2 separate regions of the Mus musculus genome follow, and region 1 is linked to region 2. Evidence: chromatin contacts called from public Hi-C data. All regions are on one chromosome and are shown on one strand. Each heading gives the region's core, a stretch centred on a gene start, on an enhancer-like site or on the middle of the called end of the contact. The rest is flanking DNA. Distances are from core to core; before and after follow the strand shown. Region 1 has its middle 15 kb from the start of Rflnb. Region 2 holds the start of Tlcd3a (TLC domain containing 3A).

Region 1 (3,183 bases), core at 59-2,558, 160 kb after region 2:
GAGCCAGCAGATAGGTGTCAGTAGGAGTTATGTTAAATGTCTTCTTGATGAAGACTGAATCCAGCATGTTCTGTACAGCCTCTTCCTCACCTGGGGAATGCATTAGACTCCCTCGGGGCCCTCTGAGAAATGCAGATGTCTAGAGACTGAACTGTGAGTCTGCAGAGGAGCCTGCTGGGTCTATGCTTAGGAGCCACACAGGTGATTACAGTTGTCTGTCAGTATCCACAGGAGACTGCTTCCAGGACCACACACACCCCATGCAGATACTCTGTCTCTTCTATAAAATAGCACCGTGTGTGTAAACAATCCCAGCACATCCTTTAGTTGAATCTGAGTACCTCTGGACTATGTATAGTGCCTCATATAATGTAAATACTACATAAATAGTTGGGTTGCTGGGGTTGTTTTTGGTTTTTGATAGTGGTTTTGTTTTGTTTTAATACAGTCTCACAATGTGGTCCAGGCTGACCTTGAATTCATAACCCAAGCTGGATTCTCAGCTACAGGTGTGCACTTCCATACCTGGAAATAAATAGTTGTTAACACTGAGTGGCTTAGGGACTAGTCACAATTTAAAAACTAGTTTGTAGGCTCAGACAGGCCCAGTCCTCCCCACCTCCCAGACACTATTACTGCCTTTGGTTGAAACCACACTTGTGTGACCCACAGGTATAGAGGACCAACTGTAGAATGCTATCACCCCTTGCAGTGAAAAGAAAAGGACTTTATTGAAAGAGTCCTGTAGCCCATTTTCTCTGGCTATCTAACTTGAGGCTTCAGCCAGAAGCTTTGTCTATTATTGTTACTTCTACTTCAAAACATACATAGCTAGGCATATGGTACGTACCTTTAATTCTAATACTAAGGAGGCAGTGGAAGGCAGACCTCAGGAGTTAGAGGCCAGGCTGTGTAGTGGCTTCCAGACTAACCAGGGCTACATAGTAAGACCCTATAGCAGAAAAACAGAATGAACAACAGCAACAAAATTTAAGAGTTCTTTGCATATCTTCTGTTAGAGCAGATAGCTGGCTTAGAGATGTCAGGCTAGAGAAAGTTTCATTTAGACTATGCCTACAAAACAGGAGCCACAAAGAACCACTGGCCTCTCACAGAGCCTTGCAGGTTCAAAGCCTTGGGTTCATGTCTGTCACTGAAAAGAAAATTCTTTTCTGGCAGAACAAAGACTCAGCACCCAAGACTCTGCCCAGCACCCAGAAAGGTGCCCATTGTGCATACATCTCAAGTGGCTCTTAGAACAGAGAGCGCAGGTCCTGCCTGCTGCCTGCTGTGGGGGTGTTACTCAGGCCCATCCCCTTTGAGTTGCTATTGGAAGAGGAAGCCTGGCTCCCTGTTTACAGAAGGCTCAGGGAAGTGCCAGAAACACGCAGCTGGAAATGTCATTCCTCTCCCTAGGAAGCGAGGTCTCAAAATAACCAGTTTGCTTGAGGGGGAAGGCAAGTTCCACACTTCTTGTCTACTCCAAGTTGGATTCCCAAAAATAAAATAGTTCGGGCTGACTGCATCGGGCCATTTAAGTAGCCTTGGAAACAGGCTTGTGAAAAGCCAGCAGACATGAAGAGAACCATTACGTTTTACAAATGAAATAAAAATTTCCAGTCCCATCCTAACTGTCCGTCAAAAAAGCATGTTGAACCTGCAGAATTTTGCACCTTTGGGAGATGTAAATTTCTCTCAAAAAAAAGATCATTCTTTTGTGTAAGTGTCTTTCCTTTTGCCCATCTGGAATTAATTTCTTGGTGCATCTTGAAATACAAAAATACTTCAGTTAATTAAAGCATTACTGAATGTCATTTGCTAGAATGTCTTCTCTACTGCTGACAGAAAACAGAAGGGACCCTAGGAAGAGCCTCGAGCTTCCCTTCCAGCAGTGAGGCAGGTGGAGGGAACAGTCTAAAGAGAACGTGGCAGTCCTGAGCCATCGCTGGCCGTCCAACTGCAGTGGCACCCAGCGTCTGAATGTGTGTCAAGTGTTCTGCTTCTGGTTTGGATTCCACTTTGCACCGAGTTTCCATCCCTTGGCTTTCCCTCCCCTTCCTGTCCCAGTCTCAGCCCAGTTTCCCATGTGGCTGCCCAGAGATCCCTTGCCTATGCAGAGCAACTTAGTCCTGTCTCCTCCACAGCTGGGTGGGCATTCTGCAATGAGATCTTTTAGGGAATTCTGATGTTTCTTTCAACAGTGGAAAATCTGCTGCAGCACTTCCATTAGTCTGGCCTGAGATCTTTACTTACTTTCCATCCATCGTCACCAGCTCCTGCTTCCACAGGCCAGCCAGGGATGACTCTCTTGAGAAAAGAAGCACTTCCGATTACCCACCCTGGAGGGCTTCGTGTAGGATGATTTTCCTACCAGTCCTCCGCCTTCTCACCTACAAAGCCAGGCAAAGGGAGCACTGGTGAGCAGTGGCCTATGAAGAATGTGTCCACTGGAAACAAAAGCAGACCGGGATGGAAACTTCCACAGAATCCCTGCTCTGCAGGTCTGGTCCTAGCACTCTGACATTGGGCCAGACATTGATCCTCTGTGCCTTAGCTTGTAACATCTGTGAAAAAGGATTATAAATCTTTTCAGTAATCTTTGGAGGTTTTTGTTTTGTTTTGTTTTGTTTTAATGAGACAGATAGATCCAGGCTGGCCTTGATTTCGCTAATTAGCAAGGCTGGCCTTGAAGTCCTGTTCTTCCTGCTTCTGCCTCCCAAGTGCTAATATTGAAGGAGTATGTGCCACTAACCCCAGCTCTTCCCAGTGACCTGAGGCAGGAGGATTTCTGTGAGTTTGAAGCCAGCCTGGGCTACATAGTTCTAGACCAACTGGGTTGCAGAATGAGACCGTGCCTCTGAGACACAGAGTCAACGGGGCTGTACAGGTCGCACTGGACCAGGTGTGAGTCTGTCTCTCTGGGCCGAGGTAAATGAAAGCTTGTTATCATTCGCCACGGCTGAGTCTGTGGCTGGAAGGACTGACAGTAGGTGTGTAGCCTCAAGTGGCCAGTCTGCCTTCCCTGGGCTGACTTTAATCAGACAGCCAAGTAGAAATGTATCCTGCTTTCCTGACCCAGCTGCATTCACAGCCAACAGCACAAGGTCAGCTTTTACCTTTTTAGGTTATGATGGTGATACCCACCTGACTCAAGAGGTCTTGAAGCCTCCCATTCTGCACTCC
Region 2 (3,221 bases), core at 383-2,882:
TCCAAACTACCTAGTGAGACCCTGTCTCAAAAAAGAAGAGACATGAGAGAGAGAGAGAGAGAGAGAGAGAGAGAGAGAGAGAGAGAGAGGGAGAGGGAGAGGGAAGGAGGGAGGGAGAGAGAGAGAGAGAGAGAGAGAGAGAGAGAGAGAGAGAGAGAAAGAAAGAAAGAGAGAAAGAAAGACAGGAAATGGTGACAGTCTAATCAAGCCCACGTAAGATCCCAGGCCACTGAGAGACAGTCTCATTCTCTCCTCTGCCTCCTCTTCCAGCAGGGAAAACAGGACCTGCAGGGTGGAAAATCAGGAGAGGCTGACCAACTTTCTCTGGGCTCCTGCCCATCATCCTTTAGCTTCTCTGGAAGAAAAGTGGTTTGAAGAGCCCAAGTGGGAAGATAAATAAGAGCATCTTAGTGTGGTGGCACATCTGCTTGTTATTCCACGCTTGGGAGACAGATGGAGGAGGTCAGGTCTACAGATAAAACAAAAGCACCACCGCCACCCATGTCTAAACAGGATAGTCCATCCTGGTCTTAATTTATGATTTGTCCTACTTAAATGTTACAGATAACACTTTCTGGCCTGACTTTGGGCACAAATGTTTCAGTTTTCTGAAGGTACCAGAGACCTCTTTTTTATCTTGAGCAAAGGGGGAAAGCAAGAACAGCATCTGCGGGCAAGAGAGGGTGGACCTCGAGGTCAGAAGTTGGTCACAGACACTGCTACTATCTCTGCTAAAGGCTGTTCCAGAGAGAGAACCCAGAGAGCATTTAAAAGAACCAAAAGCCATCCTCCCATTCATAAAGAGGGACTGTCAGACCACACTGTCCTTTAACGCATTACTTTAAGTCTGGCTCAGTTTCTTGCTCTATAGCATTTTTCCACTTTCCCCTCGGTTCTCCTAAAGTGGGATGTTGGAAGCAGCAAGAGGAAAGCACTAATTAGGGTGCACTGGTTTTACCACCAGGCAATCACATACATCATAGCATGACAAAGAATTAGTATCCGTGAGCCACTAAGATGTTAAAATTTGGAGTGGGAGGGGCCCTCAGCCCGGGTATTTGTACTTCCCACCTCGGAAGGGACTTTACCTGTCTGAGACCACGTTCTTGCAGGAGATGATGACGGTGAGCCCCGCCCAGGTGGCCAGCACTGCCTGCACTGAGGACACTAACCTGAGGTGGGGCAGAGAAGAGAAACCAAAGAAAGCGTTTTTACTCCAGGACTACGGACAGCACAAAGCACGAACTCCAACCTGCCTTTCCCGGGCCGAGGCGCCCTCCAGGGCGGCCATGGCGCCGCGATGCCCAGAGCAAGGGCAGCGGGCGGGAGTCGCACACTCCCTGCCCTTCCCTCCCAGGTCCGCTGCGAACCGAGGGGCGCTTCCCGTCGCCCCCTTCCCGCCCGCAGCCCCGCGCAGGTCCGCAGCAGAGGGCAGCGCCCCGCCGGGGCAGGCGGCGGAGTGTGATACCTGGTGCCGACCGTCAGGCAGTCGTCTTCCGTCCATCCGGGCCGCAAACGGTGCAGCGCCCAGATGCTGAGCGCGAAGAGCCCGGGGAAGAAGAGCGCGCCGCTGGCTAGAGTCAGCAGCATGGATGCGGGTGCGGCCGCTCGCTGCGCGGCGTGCTCCGGGCTGGCGGCTTGGCCGGCTCTCCCTATTTCTAATCTCCACCCGCCCCGCCCGGCCGCCGCCACTCGGGCCCCGCCGGCACTGGCCGCCCGCCCGCGGCGCTCCCCCGCGTGACCAGCGCGCCGGCCGCGATAGGCGCGGGCAGGAGCTGGGGCGGGGTCTAGTTGTGAGGCTGCCTGGTCCCCTCTCTGTCCCCGCGGGCGCGGCCAGGGGCCTCCCTGCAGGACGTGCACGATGCGGTCCTGGATCCCAGGTCTCTGGCTGAAGGACCGGGCGGGCTATGGCCATCTGTTCTCATACACAGAGCATTGTCACTTCCAAAGGGAGTGACAGTCACAGAGTGGCTTCTCAGGGATGAATCCCCAAAGAGGCTTCAAAGCCTGTGTTTCCTCCCTGCTGTGGAACTTACGGACCTCTTGGCTTTGGGTCCAGATACTACCTGAGTCTTGGAAACTGTGTTGAGGATTACAGCTGTGACCTTATTTAACAGTTCTTGGACCAAATGATTCCACTTTAATTTAGCACCTTGAAACTTGCGAGACAGTCCAGTTGTCTCAGTATCGCTAGCTTTTCCTGGGGAGAGAAACTGCTTTGGTTTGTAGCTTCCTAACTTCATAAATGTGTGAATGTGTGGGTAGGTGGGTCTTACAATTCATTAATGCCCAGTAACATGGAAAAGTACTACAGGTCTCTTCAAATCACCGGCATGAATACTGCTCTGCAAAGTCTCATTAGAGTGCTTTGGCGGGAACAACTGGGCTCAGCCATTCTGGGCCACGTATTTCCTCAACTGTGGAGGGAGGAAACTGGATACATGCCCTTCAAGGCTTTTCCAGTTGTGAAGTCTTATGATTCTGGGATCGCTATAAAATAACAGATGGTTTCTGAAAGATGCCAATAAATTAACATTCGGTTAATGGTATAGAAATATAACAAATATATCTTTTGCTTGTTTCAATTTGTATATAATTATTGAGTCTGAGATTTTCTAAACTTTAAAAGGTAATTCCTCTTTTATATGTAATTTTACTATTGCTAGGCTGTGATCCCTTTTGGGTGAAGACAGCTCTTCATATCTCCCTATATGTTGCTAATGTGAGTTTAGTTGAAATGAAAGTAACAAAGCTCAAAGAGAACTGGGCTGTCATACACTTAGGGCAGGCTGCATCTCTGCCCCCCCAGTTCGCAACTAACATAGACAGTAAAATGAAAAGGACTCTTCAGTTTGGTACCAGGGGGACTCACAAATAAGACTCTCAATATGAACATCTATCTATCTGTAAACTTTTCATTCTCTCCAGAAAACATCTTTCTGCATCCCACTTTCTATCCCCTATGCATGCATCGTGGTCATCTCCAGCTCTCTCTGTGACTTACCCTCTCAGCTGGGAGAGAAAGCAGCATGTAATAAGCATGCTAACACTGGCCTCTCCTAGACTCCTAGCAACTGGTGTTTCATATATGGACATAAAAGAAAAATCAGCTTCCAACATTGTGTCCAAAGAAGTCACCACGGTGTTTAGATTGATTCACCATAAAGTCAATAAGCATAAAATTGAACTTGTTTTTTCAGGTGGTCAAACTCCTTTGGGAA

The links. Hi-C and Micro-C count contacts between places; a contact is called where the count stands out from the background.
Region 1: a contact with region 2 is called in a Hi-C map of cerebral cortex, with 3 times the contacts expected there. The contact joins the enhancer-like site here to the promoter of Tlcd3a in region 2. A contact is called at or near these places in 1 of 39 promoter capture datasets (the SN4741 cell line), 1 of 484 Hi-C or Micro-C datasets (cerebral cortex) and 3 of 9 other capture datasets (adipose tissue, embryonic stem cells and liver).

What each region holds. Positions count from the first base shown.
Region 1 is chr11:76,041,291-76,044,473 of GRCm38.p6, reverse strand. No RefSeq gene overlaps it. Among named protein-coding and RNA genes, the nearest start is that of Rflnb, 15 kb to the right of the region's middle. Within about 2 kb of position 1,308, at least 43 of the 459 cell types and tissues checked have an H3K27ac peak or open chromatin away from gene starts, as enhancers often do. A contact at or near this core is called in adipose tissue and cerebral cortex, where this site is marked.
Region 2 is chr11:76,200,503-76,203,723 of GRCm38.p6, reverse strand. Tlcd3a (TLC domain containing 3A) reads right to left here and starts at 1,632. Exons shown (of 5, transcript NM_027773.4): 1 at 1,469-1,632; 2 at 1,089-1,172. The coding sequence starts at 1,590.